Linked DNA regions of Macaca mulatta: all the other regions are linked to region 1. A link is a contact called in public Hi-C data. All regions are on one chromosome and are shown on one strand. Each heading gives the region's core, a stretch centred on a gene start, on an enhancer-like site or on the middle of the called end of the contact. The rest is flanking DNA. Distances are from core to core; before and after follow the strand shown.

Region 1 (5,452 bases), core at 1,479-3,978:
ATCTGATTTCTTTCCAGTTTCTGTGAGGTCTAGATTTGGGCTTGTGGAAGTTCTACTTTTTCACGTAGCCTTCGACAAAAAATATTTCAGCACCTAAAATGTGTAAATCTTTGGAGTTGGGCAACTTAATACAGACAAGTTTTAACGCTGAGAAGCAACAAGAATTTGCTACGTGAAGGATACCTGAAAACCAGATTACTACCTACACCAAAGTTAAAACCGTATTCTGCACAGACATTTCCGAATGTTTTGGATTATTAATACAGCAATGGCGCTCTCTGATGACTGCTGGTGTGTATTACATGTCTCTTGACTGGGGAAGAATACATTTTGGATGTCATGGAGGCCTCCTATTCCATGGTTTGGATAAATAATAAGCCTCCCTTCGGCTTGATCATCTTCACTCCTCATCCCCTTCCCCTTTTCTCTCTCACCATTTACTTCGATTCCAGAGGGAAGGTCATGGATACAGAATGCAGCCCTCTTGTCAACATTCAGAGACCCAGCAACCAGGACACAGGTCCCCATGACAGACAGTGAAATTGTCACAGTGTGAACCATGTGCAGACAATCTCCAGGATCACTTACCCATTTAAGTCATGACAGATTCATCCATCATCTCCTGCTAGAATGCTCCTTCTTTTCTGAAGAGTATGGCTACACATAATCCTACCCACGCACTCTGTGACGCTATCCCACAGCTTTAGGAAACAGACAGGAATTTATACATTCTCTTTGAGCTAAGAACCATTGTGCTAAGAGCTGGAGACACAGTGATGAACAAGTCATGGTCCCCGTTCTAAATCTTACACTCTATCAGGGGACACAGGTGGCCAATTTGTCTGTAACTCATTCACTTCCAATTATAATAATTGCTACAAAAAATCAGGCTTTGAGTGTCTGCGCATGCAAGAAAGACCTCATTGGATCTAGGGGTCAGAAGAATTTTCCCTGAGGAAGGAGAGTAAGGTGTGGGGTGCCAAAAATGGAGAAGAGACTAGTCAGAGTGATCAGGGGCTTGTAGAAGAAAGAACCTGGAGCTGAGGCAGCCTGCACTGGGCTTCTCCAGGGGCTGAAGGTGAGTGATCAGTGTGGAGTCAACCAGTAGAAACAGACATTAGGTAATCTCAAAGATGGTGAGCTATCAAGAAAGAATGTTTGTCATTAACTGACCCATTGTGAATGAGCTGGTGTTAGAGGATGAGTATAATCCAACACCTGAATGTTTCTTTTGAGGGTTAAACTCTCTTGGCCAGGTGTGCAGTGGCTCACACCTGTAATCCCTGCACTTTGGAAGGCCGAGTCGGGTAGATCACTTGAGGTCAGGAATTCGAGACCAGCCTGGCCAACATGGGAAACCCCTACCTCTACTAAAAATACTAAAATTAGCCAGGTGTGGTGGCATGAGCCTGTAATCCCAGTTACTCGGGAGGCTGAGGCAGAAGAATCGCTTGAACCCAGGAAGCAGAGGCTGCAGTGAGCCAAGATCGCACCACTGCACTCCAGCCTGGGCAATACAGTGAGACTCCGTCTCAAAAAAAAAAAAAAAATTTAAACTGTCTTGAGTACTAAATATTGGTGTGGAGAACATCCTGGATCTTTGCCAATTCTGCATCTTCCCAGGAGCCAAGGATATTGCAGAATTTGATATTTACATCCCCTCTACTGCTTGTGTAGGATGAGGAAATAACAATAGCAGACATAATTGCTGAGGTTGGGTAGGGGGAGTTGAGCTAACAATAGGCAAAAGATGAAGGGAAGAGAGGAAAATGGTGGCAGCTATGGGATTCCAATGGTGAATTGCGGCTACTTAAAAAAACTCAGGATATAAAGCCTTACCTATTGTGGGATACCAACTAGCTCTCAGGATACCTCAGGCTAAACAAGCGAGATTTAGATCCTCAAAACCTGGGTTCAAATCCTACTCTTCTACCTCTAGGTATGTGATTAGGTTAACAAACTTTCTCTGCCTCCATTTCTACGTCTGTAAATAGCAATAATGGTAGTATGTGCCTGCTTTTTAGATTATTGTGAAGCAGTGCGTGCAAAGTGCATAGCATCACTCCTGGTACTTTTTAATTATTCAATATTGGCTTATTATTATTGACAATATTTAATATTTGGGAGGAAATCCACACACATATAAGAGAGACTTAACGAAAACTTTTATTTTCTTCTTCACACTTTTCCGTTATTTTCCAATTTTCTAAAATGAGTATGCATTGCTATTAACACCCAAAGGAGGGAAACCCACAAATTTCTGAACAATAGACGTTTGACTGTTTCAACTTTTCCGGAATTTCCCGGAACACGTTGTTCAAGGAGGACATGGGGGTGCATGCTAAAAGCACGGATTGCTAGGTCTCGATCCGTAAATACTAGGTCAAAATCTTTAAGAAATAATTCTGGTAATCTATACTTTTAACCAGCTCCACAGATGACTGTTACAATCAGGCACTCCTGGGACGTGTTGATTGAATGGGAAGTCAGCAGAGAGTGGGCGGGGAAGGCCAGGCGGGTTGCAGCGATCACGAGGAGTGCGCCTACAATTCCCATATTGCCCCGCGAAATAGCGACGAGCAAGCCAGAGCCCTGCCGGGAGTTGTAGTTTCCCTTGCTAGGCCGCTGCCTATAAAGAACGCCGGAGATGGCTACAGAAAACTTCCCGCCCCACAATGCAAAGGCCAACGGCGACGCCATCTAGGGCGCGCCTGGAATCGAGCAGGCAGTTTCTGCCGCGTCTGCCACAACCTCTGCTGTCTCAGAGCTGGCCTTCGCCGCCGCCGCCCCCACCACCGCCCCCGCCGCCATCGCCACCGCCACCGCCGCCACCACCACCGTCACCTCCGCCGTTGCCGCCTTGGGGCCCTCCTCCTTCACCGCCCCCTTCGCCACCTCTACACGTTCAAGGCCTTCTGTCTTGGAGAAGAAGCTATTATCGGTCTCCCTTGTGGGCCCGGGGCACAGCCATGGCGGACGGCGGCGGCGGCGGGGGAACGGGCGCGGTGGGCGGTGGCGGAGCGGGCCAGGCCTCTGCCGGGGCAGCGACTGGCGCTACTGGGGCCAGCGGGGGCGGTGGCCCCATCAACCCGGCCTCGCTGCCACCCGGCGACCCGCAGCTCATCGCTCTCATCGTGGAGCAGCTCAAGAGCCGGGGCCTTTTTGACAGCTTCCGCCGGGACTGCCTGGCCGACGTGGACACCAAGGTAGCTGCGGCCGCCTGGGCATAGGGGAGCGGGGCTGCACGTGAGGCCGCTGGGTTGCAGCTTTGATTTTCGAAAGCCGAGAGCGAAACAAAAGATAGCTTAAAAATCTCAGCAGTGAGGTCTTACACCGCTTGGGGCAGTACGGAGAGCTTTCTGAGCGATGCACACGTGGGTTCCCGCCTGGTCATTTACTAGCTGTGATTTTACCCAGTCGCTTCTCCGAACTTGGGGTTTCGATGTGGATTTTAGAGCCTAGACCCTGTCATTCCCAAGATGGAACTCCTCTAAGGCCCTTAGTAACAAACTTCGAAACCAAGTAGTTAAGCAAGCGTGCTTTAGAATTTCCACCTGTTCCGTACTCACCACTGAGAAGCTGGCATTAAACAATGATTTGAACACACAGTCTTCACCATTTTATAACTGTTTATACCTTTTCTCTAGCTTAGTGTTTTGCAGACTTTAGTACGGCGTTGAATTAAGATAAATTGTAGAAACAGCACCCTTATTTTGCACTTCATCATTGATTAAAGGAGATTTGGTGCCTAGTTTAGATCTTAATGCCATAGGTCAGTCCCACCGATAAAACACTATTTCACTTTACCTACTTGTCAGAGTGGTTTGGATTCAGTGAAATAATGGGTGTTAAGTATCAGACATACAGTAGTTGCTGGAATGTTCATTTTCTCCCTTTTCAAAACTTGCCTAACCACGACTATGGTTGTAGGTTAGGAGACTCTTGTCACTGGACTCCTACAGGGTAGTAATTTCTCCTACCAAAGCCTGTCATGGAAACATTTTGCTTACCTCACAGCAAGATTGTGAGCTTAGAATTAGACCTTCAGATAGGGAAAAACCCTAGTCTGTTTATTCATTGAACGTTTATTGGCCTCTAGTTGCCAAACTGTGTGATTACAGGAATAAGTCACTACCCCATCCTCAAAGCTTATAGTCTAGGATAGAAAACTGACCTGTAAACCAGGTGGTAAATACGTATGTAGAGAGAGAAAGTGGTATACACTGTTACTTCTCCAAGAAGAAAATCCCATCTAGAAGTACTGTCCTTGAAACAAAGTAATTTCATACATATACATCCCAGATATGTATTGACAGAGCTTTCACCTTTCCTAGGACAAATTCTCCATTCATATTTCTTATATTCCGTTAGGTTTTGTGTGTGATTTTAAAACAAAAACGACTACAGTAGCCCGCCCCATCCAAGGTTTTGCTTTCTGCGGTTTCATTTACCCAATTGTTGCGGTATGGAAGTACTTGTGTTCAGGTAACCCTTATTTTACTTCATAATGGCCCTCAAAGAAATTCATGCGTAGTGTATATAGGGTTCAGTACTACCTGAGGTTTCAGGCACCCACTGGGGGTCTTGGAACGGATCCCCTGAGGGGAAAGGGACTACTGTCTTGAGCGACTGTTGAGGGAGAGTGGTTGGAACCTTCCCATGTTCAGCTCCTTAGCTCTTCCTTCTATTACAGGTTGTTTTAATTCTTGAAGATAATGTTTTTTCAGGCATATGTTATCTGAGACCTTCGTTGCTTTAGCCCAATGGTTCTCAAAGTGTGGTGCTTGGATTAACACCAGCATCACCTGAGAACTTGTTAGAACTGCACATATTGGGCCCCACCCCAGACTGCTGAAGTAATTAGGGGAAATTGAACAGATGTCTGTAATTTGCAGTGCATCCAAAAACAAATAGAACTGATAAGCGAACAGGTGGAGTGGTTGGTAGTACAGTAAAACGTTGAGTGGGCTCATGAGTTCCTTTGACTTCTTGAACTGAGATTATTCTGTATCACCTGGGTTTGTTACATGTTTTGGTGGTGATGTTCACTGACCTTTGTCCTTTTTCAATAAACAGTTTGTATCATCTCAAACCAGGTGAGTTCTTTTGAGTAGAAGGTGTGGTATCAGGATTTATGCTTACAAGGGACAAAAATAATCCTAACTGCTTTATGCAAAGGGGAGAATCTATTGCCTCATGGAATCCAAGGAAGGATTGAATGAACAAACTCTCCCAGAGGGTAGGCATGCATTTGGAACCAGATATTCCCCACTCGTTCTATGTCTTTCATCTCTGTTGATTCCTGTTTTACTGTTGCTTCAGAGTGGAATCATCCATTTGGTTACTAGCATCTCTTGATTACATTTTACAGCTTCTTCCTCTCGAGAGACTGTCAGCTCCAATTTGAGAAATCCCAGGGAATGTGTGCATTGTCTTAGCATGGCTCAGGCAC
Region 2 (5,452 bases), core at 802-3,301, 430 kb before region 1:
ATGATATTGTTTCTCCCTTCTGTGTCCGTAACCCACACCCCACCTTTGTGTGAATGCCCACCTCCATTCTTCATGGACTACTCCCATGTCAGGAGATGTGCCATCAGCCAGTCACTCATTTCCAGCCACGCCTCCCCAAAAGACACTCGCCCGCAGTCATGCTGCTCCCCCAAAGCTCTCCATGCTTTGCCTTAAAATGCCTTCCTTTGCCCAATCCATGGTCTGCCAGGAAGATTTTTTACTCACCTTTACAAGCCCAATTCAAATGCTCTCCTCTGCAGTCTGCCTAACCTGTCCTCTCAGCCCCATTCCCAAACCCTCTCCACCCCAACAGAATTTAGTTGTTTCCACCTGTGCACCCTCACGATCTTTGTAATGCTCAGGTGTAACATTTACCAGGATGAAGTAGATTAAACTGTCATACTAGAAAAGGTTTTTGTAATTTTGTCTTTTTATAACTAACTTCTAGTATAGGGACAGGGTCTTAGCAGGTGCAAACTGAATGCTTGCTGGAGTGAATCCAATCCTCTGTCCTCAAATCTATACCTGTCAATTTTTGAAAGACCTTCCCAAAATAATCAAGATGAATTTTCTGTCACCATCTAGAAGCTTATTAGTATTCACCAGCTGTAAGAAAACTTTAACAAGGAAAGATCAATTTGCTTGCCCATTTATGCAGATATAAACAAAAAATGAATAAACACTTACCATAAATCTGAAATAATACAAGCGATGTCTCGGCTCTGGAGGAATAACTACATTTTACAAGAAAGGGAGCACATTTGGCAGATAAGGGGATGAAAGGGTTTGGGGGGTGGAATTTTTTGCTGCTTTATTTCCTGAGATGGGGGGAGCCTGGGGGCTAATGAGAACAAAAGCACCTGCTTTACCTTTTCTGGAGCAGGCAGCTGTAAGTGATTAACCTCCAAGGGAGTGATGAGAGGGACGGTCTGGAAGCCATCCTCAACTGAAGGCGGCTTGGTTCCCTTCTCGCTGGGGTTACTGTTCAGCTTCACCATCCTTACGCCTTTCTTCCCAGACCTAAGGCAAGCAGTGGGATTCTGGTTACAGCAGGAGGTGAGGCAGAAAGAGAGGGCTGACGACAGAGAAAACAGCACTGTCCTCAACAGCTCCACTCAAGGGGCTTTCAATCTGCGATCAGTCATTGATCTTCCACTAGATTTCCTGACATGATTCCCACTGTCCAATAAAACTTCAATCATCAAAACATGCCACCTTCCCATGGGGTTCAACAGCACTCAAATTTAAGGAATTCAAGGAAAATCCTAAACCTACACACAAAAAAATATAAATGTAAAACAAATACACTTTTAGAGCTAAAGTGTTCACACAATGCCAGTAAAAAGATTATACTTAGTGCAAAATGAAGTCCTATTATACCATCCCCCCTGCAGCATGATAAATTTCACCTCACCACTCTGGTTGCTATTCTATTATGTTGGTTTTTCTATCAGTAATACCCTAAAACACAATAAATACATTCAATGTCTCAGTGTGTACCCTGTTACATCATATGTGGATTGTACATGAGGTGCAATTTCCTAAAATAAAAGCAAAAAAAAAAAAGGCTAGCTTGAACCTGATCCTGTTATTCAGCCATGGAATGACTCCATTTCCTCAATAGCGAAGGGCCATTTTTTTTTGGTTCCACGGAAAGTTAGCAGCTCCCATATTGCAGGATTGCCAACTAAATAAACAAATCACATTTATTCATCTCCAGATCCCTTAGAAGTCTAATGGTGCTCCCCTCCCACCCCCAGAAGCTCAACACAACTGAATTTCTTCTCTCAATCCTGCTGATGGAACGTTTAGACAAAACAGGGTTGTTGTGGGGGTGAAAGGGTTTGGAAGATATTGGGGAGTGGTTATAGCAAAAACAAATGCCTACTTACTGTGCTGCACTCTTGTGGGGTCAGAGCAGATTCAAGCCAATTTGAAGAGGAGGAGGACGGCCGGGAGTCCTCCCTCCTCAGCCCGAGCTTGTGGTGCTGAAAGGATAGCGCCTCGCGTGTGTCTGGATCGGAGCTTCTGAGAGCAGGCGTGAGCGAGCGGGGAAGAGCTCCTGGCAGCTGCCTGCCTGCTTGCTCGCTCGCGCCCCCTCCTACCGGGGAACGCGCTCCCACACCATCTGTCATCTGGCACCACCTGCTGTTTCTTATGCATGACCACAACCACTGCATGGGGCAAAATGGTTTCAAGAAAGTGGGAGGGATTTTGGCCAAATCAAAAATAATAATAATAATATGCACCATATAGTAAGTAATTCTTGAACCTTTGGAAAAACTGGAAAAGCAGGCACATTCATTAGGGAAGAGATCGCCTCCTAAGACCTTCCAGAACAATATCATAAAACACAGAATGGTTCAAGACCTCTACTGTGCTCTGACCCTGTGGTCAGGACAGAAGGGAAATATATTTATTGTGTATCTTTCATGCAGTGGGCACTTTTCCAGCCTCTTTCAGACTATTTCCCTCATTTGCAACATGGGGTTTCTAATAGTACATACATGATGGGGTCAGTACAAAGCATGAAATGGGATAGCATAGGGAATGCATTTAGCACAGAGCAGCGACTATGGCAAGCACTGCATTCACATTTGCTACTACATTCAACATTGTACTCTGATCATACAGGTCAGCCAAGGTAACTAGAGCTGGAATTTGAAAGCTGATTGGTGGCCACCAAAATTTGTATCCAGCCCAGGACATTATATGGCTTCCAAGTTGGTGTCTGGAATCAGAGAGGGCCAAGTCCTAGTGTCTTCTCTACCAAATTCTGGCTGTAAGGATTTTGGACATTTTGTATTCATTCTTTAAACCTCCCTTTCCTTATCTCTGGTGTAAGAATAATAATATCTCTCTTGCAGAGTGATTGTAAATATGAGAAGAGACTGTGCTCAAAGAAACTCTTTATTACTTAGGGACAAGGTTCTGAATGGCTGAATTATTTCATCCCTGGGGATTGCGCATAGATCCTCTTCAAATCCTCTGAGGTCAAGGCTGTTGCCACTGTCTTCACTAAGCTGTGGTTCAAGCCACTGATGGTTGTTCATTCCCAGCTGCAGTGCTGTTTATGATGCACTTCATGAGGCGCAGCTGTCTTGGCATTTGTAATAGGGTCCCCTTTTGCTTTCAAAAGTATTCTAGTTTATGTGATAAATTGTTAGGTCACCCTAGTTAGTGCTCATGTGCTGAGCACACACTCTACTAGCTAAAAGGTCAGGAGAAAACTTAGGTATTATATATACTGTTCAGTAATGAAACATGTGGAGAGGGGCGTGTGTGGAGGCGGGTGAGAGAGAGAGAGATTTTCTGAGACAACAAAGGCTAGCACATCTGAGCTGCACAGGGCTATATTAGTAGAAGTATGCATATATATGGTATGGGAGTGTCCCAGTAAATGTTAGTCCTCCACTCTCTTCTTTCCGAAGACCTAGATGATTTTTCAGGTGCAATCATTGTGACAGCACAATGTGGACAACCACGTGGAGTCAATTGTGAACGCTTGTGGTTAATCCTGTTATTGCTGCCTCCAGAGGAAAAAGAAATTCCCTTTGACATGTCTTGTGATTGATTCATACGTAGAAATCACACTTTTAATAATTCCAAGCCAAGCTTCTGCACAGCAAAGGAAATAATTAACAGACTAAAGAGACAACCTATAAAATGGAAGAAAATATCTGCAAACTATGCATCTGACCAGTGGTTAATACCCAGAATATATAAGAAACTCAAACAACTCAACAGCCAAAAAAAAAAAAAAATCTGATTTAAAAATTGGTGGCCAGGCACGGTGGCTCACGCCTGTAATCCCAGCACTTTGGAAGGCCGAGTCGGTGGATCACAAGGTCAGGAGTTTGAGACCAGCCTGACCAACATGGTGAAACCTCGTCTCAACTAAAAACACCAAAATTAGCCAGGCGTGGTGGTGAATGCCTGTAATCCCAGCTACTCAGGAGGCTGAGGCAGGAGAATCACTTGAACCTGTGAGGCAGAGGTTGCAGTGAGCTGAGAACACGCCACTGCACTCCAGCCTGGGTGACAGAGTGAGACTGTCTCAACAACAACAACAAAAAAAGGCAAAATACCTGAATAGACATTTCTCTAAAGAAGACATACAAATGGCTAACATGTATATGAAAAAGTGCTCAATGTCCCTAATCATCAGGGAAATGCAAATCAAAACTACAATGAGATATCACCTCGCCCCAACTACAATGGTTATCATTAAAAGACAAAAATAACAAATGCTGTCATGAACGTGGAGAAAGAGGAACTATTACACACTATTAGTGCAAATGTAAATTAGTACAGCTATTACGAAGAACGGCGTGGAGGTTCCTCAAAAAAATTAAAAATAGAACTACCATATGATACAGCAATTCCACTACTGAATGTTCATTTAAAGGAAAGGAAGCCAGTATGTCAAAGAGATATTTGTACTCTCATGTTTATGACAGCACTATTCACAATAGCCAATTATTCAATATTCAATATTCAACCCAAGAGTGTATCCAACAAATAAATGGATTTTAAAAAGCTGATCTCTCTCTCTTTCTCTCCATATATATATATATGCACATATATATACACACACACACACACGCACACATATACAGTGGAATACTATGCAGCCACAAAAAAAATAAATTATGTCATTTGTGGTTACATGGATGAACCTGGACATTCTGTAAAATGAAATAAGCCAGGTACAGAAGGACAAATACTGCATGATCTCACTAATGTGAAATCTTAAAAAAAAAAAAAAAGTTAATCTCATAGTAGTAAAGAGTAGAATAGTGCTTACCAGTGGCTGGAGATAGTAGGGAGCAGGCAAGAAGGGTTAGAGATTGGTCCAGGGGTACAAAGTTACAGTTAGACAGGAGGAATAAATTATGCTGTTACATTGCACAGCAGGGTAACTATGGTTAACAATATTGTATTGTATATTTTTAAAAGAGCTTAAACAATTTTGAATGTTCTCATACAAAGAGATGGTAAATAAATGAGATGGACATGCGAAATAGCCTGATTTTGTCACCATAGAATGTATACATGTATCAGCTGGGCATGGTGGCTTACACCTGTAATCCCAGCACTTTGGGGAGCTGAGGCAGGCAGATCACCTGAGGTCAGGAATTCAAGACCAGCCTGGTCAATATGGTGAAACCCTGTCTCTACTAAAAATACAAAAATTAGCCAGACTTGGTGGCAGGTGCCTGTAATCCCAGCTACTCGGGAGGCTGAGGCAGGAGAATCACCTGGACCTGGGAAGTGGAGATTGCAGGGAGCAGAGATCATGCTACTGCACTCTAGCCTGGGTAACAGAGTAAGACTCCATCTCAAAAAAAAAAAAAAAAAAAAATGAATGTATACATGTATCAAAACATCACACCATCCTCCATACATATGTACAATTATTATGTTAATT
Region 3 (5,452 bases), core at 899-3,398, 350 kb before region 1:
ACTCCTAACCTCGTGATCCACCCACCTTGGCCTCTCAAAGTGCTGGGATTACAGGTGTGAGCCATTGTCCCCAGCCTTATTATTATTATTATTATTATTATTATTATTCTCACTCCTAAGATCGTGTTTCTGGAATTCTTGGGTTTACAATACTAGAGAAAAGGGCCCTCCTTTTTCTTTGTTTCCTACCCCAAACTGATGCGTCTCTCTTGGTGGTTGGATCAAAGAGAAAGAATATGTACTAAGAAGCCTGTACTGTACTTCGTCAAAGTGAATAGAAATGTCATTTCAACTACCTTGTCCCTACTCCTAAAATGTCATACCCAGTTCTGGCCTCTGAGCCATACTCATGGGCTTAATGGAGGCCAGTAAGGCAGACAAGAACTGCAGAGGTAGGCCTGCCTGAGCCATCTGAGCTTGACAGAGCTCAAGGGCTTCCCTCTGGCCTCCTTATCCGCCTTCCTACTAACTAATTACACGACCTAGAGCAACTCTCTTAGCTGAGAGGAAATGGCCACATTTTAGGACTCCCAATCAAAACTCACATTTGTTCATATAAAGTTTTTTATTTTTTAAATTAGAGACAGGGTCTTGCCATGCTGCCCAAACTCGTCTAGAACTCCTAGCCTCAAGGGATCCTCCCAGCTTCCAAAGTTCTGGGATTACAGGCATGAGTCATTGTTCTCAGCCATTGTACAACTTTTGAGGTTTCTTTTTTTTTTTTTTTTGAGACGGAGTCTCGCTCTGTCACCCAGGCTGGAGTGCAGTGGCCAGATCTCAGCTCACTGCAAGCTCCGCCTCCCGGGTTTACGCCATTCTCCTGCCTCAGCCTCCCGAGTAGCTGAGGTTTTTTTTGGTTTTCTTTTGTGGTGTTTTTGTTTTAGTTTTATCCCCCAAGACAGGGTCTCACTCTGTTGCTCAGGCTGGAGTGCCATGGTACCATTGTAGCTCACTGCAGCCTCAACCTGCAGCCTCAAGCGATCCTCCAGCAGCTGGAACTACAGGCACACACCACCATGCCGAGCTACGTTTTTTGTTTGTTCGTTTGTTTTTTTGTAGAGACGTGGTTTTGCCATGTTGCCCAGGTTGGTCTTGAACTCCTGGGCTCAACTGATCCTCGCACCTAGGCCTCCTGGAGTGTTGGGATGACAGGCGTGAGCCACCGTGCCCGGCCATCTTACAACTTTTGTTTTATCATCCTATCTCTATACTTTCAAATATGACACTTACATCCAGATTAGGTTTAGGAATGAAACTTCTGTTTTAAAAACAAAACCCAACTTAGATAAAAAGCCCTGATCCTGTTCATTGCTAATCCAGCGGCAAGAAGGTTTAAAGGAGAAGATTTGAGATTAGTAGATGAGAATTGGGACCTAGGCACATCCCAGCCTTGGTCAAATCACCCACCTTCTCCATGAGACAGCTCTATGATCTGTTCAATACCTCATGGAAGTGTTATCCTTGCTAATGTATGTAAGGCCTGATATGTAACAGGTGATCGGCATTTACTAGTTTCTTCTGAACCAAATCATTCCGTCATTGTAGTCAGGAGTGCTGAGAGTCACATGATGGATGTGACTATTCCACATTCCCACCCCACCCCACCCCACCCCACCCTACCCTCACCCCACCCTACCCTCACTCCACCCCACCCCACCCCACCCCACCCCACCCTACCCTCACCCCACCCTACCCTCACTCCACCCTACCCCACCCCACCCCACCCCACCCCACCCCACCCCACCCTACCCTCACCCCACCCTACCCTCACTCCACCCTACCCTACCCTCACTCCACCCTACCCCACCCCACCCCACCCCACCCTCACCCCACCCCACGCCACCCTCACCCCACCCCACGCAGCCTGCTGTTGGAACCAAACCTTCTATCACCAAACACGCAAGGGCCCACAGCACTTTTGCCCCAAACATGAAAGGGGAATTGTGCCTTTGAAGCGGCGTCGTTGTCTGGGGGAAATACCCGAGGTTCGTCATCTCACGCCAGGGAAATCAACAACGCGGACGTACAAGAAGTGAGTTTAACAGTGGAGGTTAAAGAGAATAGCTCGCTCTCTCACAAGCGAGAAGGGCTCCCGAGTGAAATGCGTGGGTTTTATACATGAGCTTGAGGAGGCGTGTCTGATTCACGTAGGGCCAGAGAGATTGGTCGGACCAGGTGTGACACTTGCATCACGCACAAAGAAGCTGGCCATCCCACCCTAATCTTGTATTATGCAGATGGGGTCTCTGCCTGGCCAACGCCATGTTGCCTGCCTTTCTACTGCACACATAGCGACAAAGAAAAGGAAGAGGGAGCCTCCGCATTGAACATGCCTGGTCCCCAGCTAGCCTTTTCCTGCTGGCACAGCTGCCGGCATTTACCTATGCCGGCTTCCAGCTTGCTTATTTATGTCTGCAGCTCGATTTTACAGGCTGCTCTTTGTTAGAAAAGAAACGATTTTGGGGCTGCGTTTTGTTAAAAGGGAAGCCTTACTGAGGACTCTCTTACCCTCACTCACCGCCTAAATAATTTCCTTTCAGCTCCTGTATCACCTTCATTCCTCCAAATAAGGAAGCGCCAGGTCTTTCCTGGATCCTACCTAAAACATTCTTTGCAGCCTCACATATTTATTTTACCACCACCCCTCCTGGTTCTTTTCCTGGGTAACTTATTTCACGAGTTTAAAATGCTCTATTGCCTTTGGTGGGTTCTGGGGAGTCACTCCTAGGTCTCACAGGGAGGTGAGAGAAGAGTTGAAAATAATCTCTTTAAAATGGTGACATTTGCTTGATCACATTGACATTTTTATGGTATCAAAGCCGGGCTTCCTGAAATAGAACTCCGATGAAAAGGATAAAGAAAGCTCCAGCTTAGCTGCTGGCATTTGCATGCACTGATTCACCACCTCCAGCCCAGCTACCCACAGGCAGTTTTTCCCTGACACTGAATCAAATTACACGCAATACTAAAGGCTGGAGGTTTGCTCACATTCTGATTTGGGATGCTGCTGTTCATTTTTAACTTCCCTGAGACAATGTGTACTTTTCCAACTCTGGTCACCACGCTGAATCACAATAAGACACTTTTTCCAGACAGCCAACAATGACACCCAACTTGACTAGAGAAAGATAACTCAAAATATCCGGAGAAGACTCAAGGCACGGCAAAATAAAATGAGAACGACTGAATTGGTATTGCTAGATAAGAGTTCCGAGTGAGGCGCAAATGTTCATTTTCTAAATTCTTAGAATTTATTCTAAGCCAGTGGCCCCTATTCTCAAGAGAATCGGTGGGTGAGGGGTGCTGAGGGAAGTTTGCAGAAGAAAAATTTGAAGGAGGATATAGGAATAATGAGAAAGGGAGACACAGCAGATCACAGAATGGCAGATTCAAAGCACGAGCTGCTTGTCTGAAGTGGCATTTGAGGCACTCATGAGAAACAAGGGCTGGTCTGAGCCAGGGAAAAGCATAATCAAAATAGCTTTATTGTGCAAAGTAGCTTTTATTTTTCTTTCTTCTGGGATGGGAGTAGAGGGAGGACAGAATTAGGAGGATGCACTGGAACTAGGACAGGGGTTAGAAGCTAGGCAAATACCTAGAACTCCGGTAAAGTATGTGTGGGCAATGAAAACAGCTCTGAATGTGGCTCGCAAGTGGCAGGGCCAAGCACCCTTCCAGAACACATGTATGGATGCCAAAAAACAAAATGGGGTTTCAAAGTTTCTTGAAACATACTAAAATGTTACAGTGGTATATCCCAAAGTATGTTCCAGGGGATCCTGTGTTACCCATAAACAGAATCTGTAGTCAGAGAAATTGGGGTAAGGGGGACACTTTCAACAAATAGGTTTCTGGTTGGGCACAGTGGCTCACGCCTGTAATCCCAACACTTTGGGAGGCCAAGGCAGGCGGATCACCTGAGGTCGGGAGTTTGAGACCCGCCTGACCAACATGGAGAAACCCCGTCTTTACTAAAAATACAATAATAATTAGCTGGGCATGGTGGTGTATGCCTGTAATTCCAGCCACTTGGGAGACTGAGGCAGGAGAATGGCTTGAACCCGGGAAGCAGAGGTTGCAGTGAGCCGAGATCGCACCATTGAACTCCAGCCTGGGCAACAAGAGCAAAGCTCCATCTCAAAAACAAAAACAAACAAACAAAAAAGGTTTCTTCATTGTAGAACTTCTCGAAGTCTTAATAAGCTAATGTACAAATGTGCATTATTTTGACTTTGCAAGATACAAGGTGACCATTTTCTAAGTGTATGTAATGGTAAAACTTCTTATTTTTTGTCTTTTTCTTGTGGCAAGGACTATCCTAGTCCTCTGAAGATCACAGTATGAAATATTAGAGTTTCATCTTGTTTATTATTTGGTTATTACACATTTCAGAAAATAATTACTCCTTAAAAATTTCTAACTCACTTCATTGACACCTTCAATATTCTTCAATTTTTAAAATCAGAGATTACTTTCCCCATGACCTTTGATCAAACTGAGTATTTCCCAAACTTAAAAAAAAAAAAAAAAAAAAAAAAAACCCTAGAAAAATTACTTTCTGACCTAGCTATGGACACAAACCCATTACCAAAAGGGGTTATGAAATAACTTGATTGTTAAGAATGTGGTAGAGAATTTCCATTGTTTATTCATCTGGTTAGATAGTAAAAACAAAAGGTAAAAATAAAAAGAATTTTTCTTGTTGGTAGGTTTAGGCAATCAGTGAATAAAGAAATATAGCCCAGGAAGCCTCTTACACCCTTTCCAGATGCACCATTCTGTGATTTAAAACACCCAACGCAATGCACCTATATAATTTCAAGATAGAGTTGTTATATCAAGCATCATTGATATCTCACTTACCTGAAATAAACATTTCCTAAAATAAATATGCTTGGGCTTTTTTTTTCTTAAAATAGTGAAACCATCCCAGAATGCCTAGGAATATTATAGACGTGGTAACCAAATGCCACCCATATCTCCAGTGTCCCATCCCTGGGGTTTCCTCAAGGCCCTTCATTGAATGCTCGACATAAGGTTTGGGAATTGCCGGATAAGAGAAAGAGGAAGTTGTCCAGCCTGCCCTTTCCCTCAGTAATCTCTACAGTTGGAAGAGCTGCATGTTGGGAAAGGCAATTTAGAAGCAAAAGATCTCATAGTCCATTTCTCTCAGGACAAGAACCTCTTCTAGTCTTGAGAATACTATACTCAAGAAAGAACAGATACCAAATTAGACAAAACAGGATATTCTCAGTGTTATATTTTGTTACAATAAATCCTTATGTTAAAAGTTTGAGAATGCAGTTTAAAATATAAACACTAACACATTACAGTACTTGGCAGTCCACATGATTAATGGGTCAAATCAAAGATAGTATTTTCAATTGACATGCCATAGAGATGATAATCCCGCACACCGTATCCTATGACACTAAGGTCTGGGGAGGAAATG
Region 4 (5,452 bases), core at 1,023-3,522, 270 kb before region 1:
TTGGTGACGGACTCTGGTAACTGCTCCATGGAGACGGGGGTTTGTTAAGATTATTCGCCAAATGAGGCAGCTGGTTAAAAGCAGCATTTCTATGTGTGAAGGGTGGGGGATGGGGACTGGCAGGAGACCTCCTTTGCTGCTGATGCTGGCTGTGATGATGCTGGAAATGAGGGTGATGTGGGTGGTGCTGTGAGAGAGGCCCGATCTGAGGAGAGAAGCTGCCTCCAAAGCCAGGGCTGACATGATGGGGAAAATTTTGAAACAACAGAGCACCGTTATTAGCCGAAGCAGCAGGGACCCCTCCCTGGTGAAAGAAACTTGCATCTTCATTGATTATTGTAGAGGAGGAAGGCGCTATCGCTGCTGACCAGTTGCTGAAACCAGTAAGAGACGATGCACTAGATGTCAAGGGTTGGGTTGAAGTACCCAGCCCAGTGGCTTCTTGATAGTCAAACCCTGTCAACACTGGAGATTCGATTCTTATTTTCTCCTTCCCATTGCCATTTTCCGAAGAATTGTCCCCTTGATTTTCTTCTGATTTTGCCTTCTCGGTTTCAGGCAGTATTCCAGCTTCCTGACCTGGACTGGGGGAAAGCTGCTGCTTTTCTAAAGGGTCTTGCTGTTCCTGTTGCTGACTTTTTGCTTTTTCTGACCCCAAGATCTCATCCTGAATGTTATGGGTAGCTGGAGCAGGAAAAAGCCACGCTGACCCAGCACTGCTGCCATTGGCAGCTGTGTTATTATTTATAAAAGCAGCAGGGCTGGGGGTGGCATTTTGGTGATGGTGTGGAGGCTGCAGATGTGGATGGAATCTGACTGGAAAAGCAGATTTATTCCCAGTATTGCTTTGCACTAGCACTCCAAACCCGTAATCCCCCATTTATTATTTTTGGGAGCAGAATCTCACAATAAAAAATGACAACGTGATGCCTCACGCCTTTTTTTCCTCTACCCAAAATTTAAGTTGTTTGCTTGCCTGCTTGAAATGTCTTATTTATAGCTAGCTCAAAGATCGCAGCTTATCACCTTAAATTGTTCTGATTTGGAATTCTGGTCTCTGACAGAAAAAAACAACTCAAAAAAATCTCTTAAAACATTGACATGGATCCAATTGGGCTTATTTTTAGGAGGGAATAAAAATGAAGAGGGTAAAAATCAAGTCTTTGGTTAGTAAAATAGGCGCTTTCTTTTTCCAAAGGAAAATGTACATGAATGACAAAAACAGAGCTTCTCAAGCATCTATGGATGTAGAAGAATAAGCCTTGCGCGGAGTAAAAATATAGATATATATAATTTAACAATCACATATGGTTTTCCTCAGCAGTTTAGATTCACTCACATAAAAATTAGAATAGGGCTAAGAGGGGAATACGTTCTTTTCTTGGCAGCTTGGTTAAAAAAAAATCAGGAATAATTTAAGAACATTATATATTATATATTTATATATATAGATTATATTAGGTTATCTGGGGTGGGAAGTGAATTCCTGGTTTCGGGAGAGGAAATCAGCATTGACTAATGGAAAGATGATCGCAGGGAGGTTTCTGCTGTTCCTGGTCCTGTTTTCTGCTCTTTCGCAGGGTGCAGTTTTGGCCTCTGGGGCTGTTCCTGAGGCTCCGGGTGCAGATCTTGCTGCGGTCGCTGTTCCTGGGCTCCCCGCGGCTTCCTCTCCCCCATGAAAGGGGTTGGAAACACCCGTTTCTCCCTCTTGTGGGGGTCGCGATCAGGAGGGGTTAGCGAGACTCGACGAGGGGGAGCGGGCGGCCCGGGGGTGCGGGGACCGAGGGGGCGACCTGGAAGGTCCTGCGGTTTCTGCCTCTTCCCCTCTCTGCGGCTCCGGGGTTTTTTTCCCTCATGGGACCCAGGGGCGGTTTGTTCAGTTCCCTCAGTTCGATTCTCCGCAGAGAGGGAAAAAAGAGGAAAAAAAGGAAAAACCCACTACCGTAGTTATTTTAAAGGAGAAGGGCCTCCCCCCTCGGCTTTCTCTCTCTTTCTCCCAGAATTTTTTTTAAACTATAATTTAGAAGGCTTTTGTTTCTCCTCACGGTTGCTGGGCCGTCGCCGCCGTCGCCGCTTTACCCTGGTCCCGCAGTCCCCGCTGTCGTTGTTGAGGACTCCTCCTGGTTCTTCTTTTTCTTTCCTTCTTCCTCCTCTTCCTCCTCTGCTGTCGCCGCTGCTGCTGCTGCCGCCGCCGCCGCCACCGCCTCCCGGTGCCCGGGTCCCGCAGCCGCGGCTGAGTCCTTCTCCTCAGGACCGAGCCGAGTGAAATGACAACCAGCTGGAAAGACCCAGAGACACTTCCGGTTCGAAGAGAGAGGGGTGGGGTAGCGCGCATACCCCACCTACCTGCCGGAAGACCAATCATCTGTTAGAACTCAGACTAGACCACGCCCCCTCGCTTCAGAGCTACTCCCAGGAAGGTCGAAAAGTTACCTCCAGAGACGCCTCTTCCGTCTGCGCCTCGCCTAGTGAGGCCGGGCGCCTGGAACCCGCTCTCCCCACCCAGAGTGAGCGCAGCAGGTCGCCATCTTTTGTGTGGGCAAGGGACTTCTTTGATATTTCTCTTCCCTAACTGGGCTTTGCAGGAGGAGTAATAGGGACATGTCAAGGAGAACGGATTCCTCGCTCACGAAGGCATACGGTCAAGGTGTTGGAGATCGAAGTGGTGGCCCGTGAAACCGCGGATGAATGAGAAGAGTGCCCACAGTAAAGGTGGTGCTCCAAGCATCACGTGCTCTGGCCCGAGCTCCGCCCCAGAGGGATCTGGAAGGGGAGGCGGGTCTTCCCAGCAGCTGTGCGGTGCCTAGAACTGCGTTTGCCCTTGCCCAGAATGTAGACCTCAGGAGGGACTCTCCCTTAACCTTCCAAGCACTCGCCCGCACCTCCCACTCTCCCATTCAGCTAGGCTCGCATGTGGTGCCGTCTCCCAGGCGCAGAGATGCAGCTGAGGCGTCTGTGGCTAAGCCCCGGTATCATCTCGTTCTAGTACACCTTACACGCAATACCAAAGGGAAAATTCCAAAACTAAAATTTTATCTTGGCCCTCATATGCTCCTATTTCTTCTATGGTTGCCCATTATTTCGAAGATAAAGGCCAAACTTGTTAGTCTGGTATTCAAGTCTTTCTACCTAATGGGTAATATATCTTAGTGCCTCATCCCCCTCCAAACACACTCTCGATGCCTTTTTACATGCCTTTTCCACTCTTCTCCTTCGGTAATTTCCTATTTATTTTTAGGAATCAGTTCAAAAGCCACCAACAGTATCTTCTGAATTCTCTCTTATAAGCCTCCACGGCCCTGTTTAGGTCTCGTGCTTATTTCTCACACTACATTGTGATGGTTTATGTCTTCCAGACCTGTGCTGGACTGTGGGCTCTTTGAGGAGCAGACACTGTAGATAGGAGACATCAGTGAATGAATCCTGAAAATGTGAATGAACAAACCAGCGACAATGAAGTCTTTCCTGGTGACAGTCCCCCACCCCACCACCACGCCTTCCACCCATCACCCATCCCCCACCCCTCACCCCTGTTTCCAAGTCTGAATTAATTATTTCCTTCCTTTTGCCATTTGGTTTGGAGCTCACATATCAGACTTTTCATTATTTGTTTGCTACTCAAGGGCTTTAATGTCTTGTTTATCTTTGTACATTTCCAATGCTATGACCACCATCAGGGCTTAGGATAATACTTTGCTCTCAGCACAGCTTTAAAGATGTTAATAAGTATTTTCCTTTAGCAGGAAGGAAAATGAACAAAGAAATCAGGGTAGAGCCAGAAGTAACTGGCAAAACTAGAGGGAAAAGTAAGATACCAAGATTAATGAAGAATAGTGTGAACAAAGGTGGCTTCCATTTCATTTTCCATAGCCTTCCTCTAATGGTCTCAACTTCTGCCTCAGTCTGTCAGTCCTCCATCACTTCCATGTAGAACACCTGAGGGCCTTCAATTGGTGATTTTATTCTCTTTCATTGTGTCATGAGCATGAGTCGTGTCTCTGTAACTCTTCTATGGATTCTTTGAGCATAGAGATTGGGTCTTACCTGCTGTTTATTCCCTACAACTGGACATGCCTGGAAACTTAGCTGGTTCCGTCAGGCGTCATTTCCTCCAGAATGGTTTCCTTGACTGGCCCTCTCTCTAGTATCTTGTAGATTCCTCTCTTTTAATTACTGCTGGTTGTCAGTGGGTTAGTTTCTTAAGGGCAGAGGTTGTGTCTGATTTAGCTTTATGTCCCCAGTGGCCAGAAGAGGGTCTGGCACAGAGCAGACTCAAAATACATTTATGGAATGAACAAATGAATGTTCCATGCCCCGTAGATGGTTGAGGGTCCCTCAGAGCTACTAATTATCAGTGGCTAAAATGGCAGCCATGACTTGGAAAAAAGAGCACCTTTGGAACCAAACAGCCCTGAATTTGAATACCAGCTCTGCTGCTTCCTAGCTGTGCAGACCTGGGCATCACCTCTATAAGCCCTTGGTTCCTCCTAGATAAAATGTGAATGATATTTCCTCTCTTGCTAAGTTTGTAAATTACATGAGATACATGTGAAGTGCTAGACTCCTAAAAAGTTGTATTAGTCCATTTTCACACTGCTATAAAGAAATACTCAAGACTGGGTAATTTATAAACGAAAGAGGTTTAATTCACTCACAGTTCCACATGACTGGGGAAGCCTCAGGAAACTTACAATCATGCCGGAAGGTGAAGAGGAAGCAAGCACTTTCTTCACAAGGCGGCAGGAGAGACCAGAGTGAAAGAAGAACTGTCAAACACTTATAAAACCATCAGATCTCATAAGAACTCACTATCAAGAGAACAGCATGGGGAAACTGCCCCCTTGATCCAATCACTTCCCTCTCTCTACACGTAGGGATTACAATTTGCGATAAGATTTGGGTGGGGACACAGAGCCAAACCATATCAGAGGTGTTCAAAAATATCACTTCCTTTGTAACACATTAAATGCAGGGAATTCCTTCGCAAGTGTCTTTTGCCTAGAAGCAGCTGCCTGCACAAGGGAATCCAGGAACTTGTCTTGGTTGATAAAAGGTGGAGACACCCAGGGCCACAGTCAGGTGCTGCCAGGTCAGGCTAATCTTTTAAGGCTAAGTCAGGTGTGGGTAGTAGATTTGGGATGGTTTGGAGCTAGGATGACCACTGAGACATCAGACTTTTGCTTAGAGACTGGAAATATGGAAGAAGGAAGGGGAAACCTATTATTTTCTTTCTTTCTTTCTTTTTTTTTTTTTTTTTTTTTTGCATCAGTTGCCTACTCAGGAACCCAGGATACCCAGAGCCCAGGGCGGCGCTCCTTTTAAACATTCTGACCTCAGAAACTTCCCATGGTAACTATGACAACAATTCAGCAGCTCCATTTAGGATCTCCAAAAGGATCTACAGATGTAGGTGAGCGCTGGCTTGAGCACTCTGCTGGCAGAAGAGAACCCT

What was found. A called contact is a pair of places that touch in the nucleus more often than the background predicts.
Region 2: a contact with region 1 is called in a Hi-C map of fetal cortical plate, with 4 times the contacts expected there. The contact joins the promoter of NSG2 here to the promoter of BOD1 in region 1. A contact is called at or near these places in 3 of 14 Hi-C or Micro-C datasets (fetal cortex germinal zone, fetal cortical plate and liver).
Region 3: a contact with region 1 is called in a Hi-C map of fetal cortical plate, with 5 times the contacts expected there. The contact joins the enhancer-like site here to the promoter of BOD1 in region 1. A contact is called at or near these places in 7 of 14 Hi-C or Micro-C datasets (CD4 T cells, blood, cortical neurons and 4 more).
Region 4: a contact with region 1 is called in a Hi-C map of fetal cortical plate, with 4 times the contacts expected there. The contact joins the promoter of CPEB4 here to the promoter of BOD1 in region 1. A contact is called at or near these places in 5 of 14 Hi-C or Micro-C datasets (blood, cortical neurons, fetal cortex germinal zone and 2 more).

The regions. Positions count from the first base shown.
Region 1 is chr6:182,493,220-182,498,671 of T2T-MMU8v2.0, reverse strand. BOD1 (biorientation of chromosomes in cell division 1) reads left to right here and starts at 2,728. Exons shown (of 3, transcript XM_015141427.3): 1 at 2,728-3,206. The coding sequence starts at 2,970.
Region 2 is chr6:182,918,109-182,923,560 of T2T-MMU8v2.0, reverse strand. It overlaps NSG2 (neuronal vesicle trafficking associated 2), which reads right to left and starts at 2,051. Exons shown (of 5, transcript XM_015141455.3): 1 at 1,914-2,051; 2 at 891-1,041. The coding sequence starts at 1,019.
Region 3 is chr6:182,838,992-182,844,443 of T2T-MMU8v2.0, reverse strand. No RefSeq gene overlaps it. Among named protein-coding and RNA genes, the nearest start is that of C6H5orf47, 26 kb to the left of the region's middle. Within about 2 kb of position 2,148, at least 13 of the 40 cell types and tissues checked have an H3K27ac peak or open chromatin away from gene starts, as enhancers often do. A contact at or near this core is called in CD4 T cells and fetal cortical plate, where this site is marked.
Region 4 is chr6:182,763,122-182,768,573 of T2T-MMU8v2.0, reverse strand. CPEB4 (cytoplasmic polyadenylation element binding protein 4) reads right to left here and starts at 2,272. Exons shown (of 9, transcript XM_015141429.3): 1 at 1-2,272. The coding sequence starts at 880.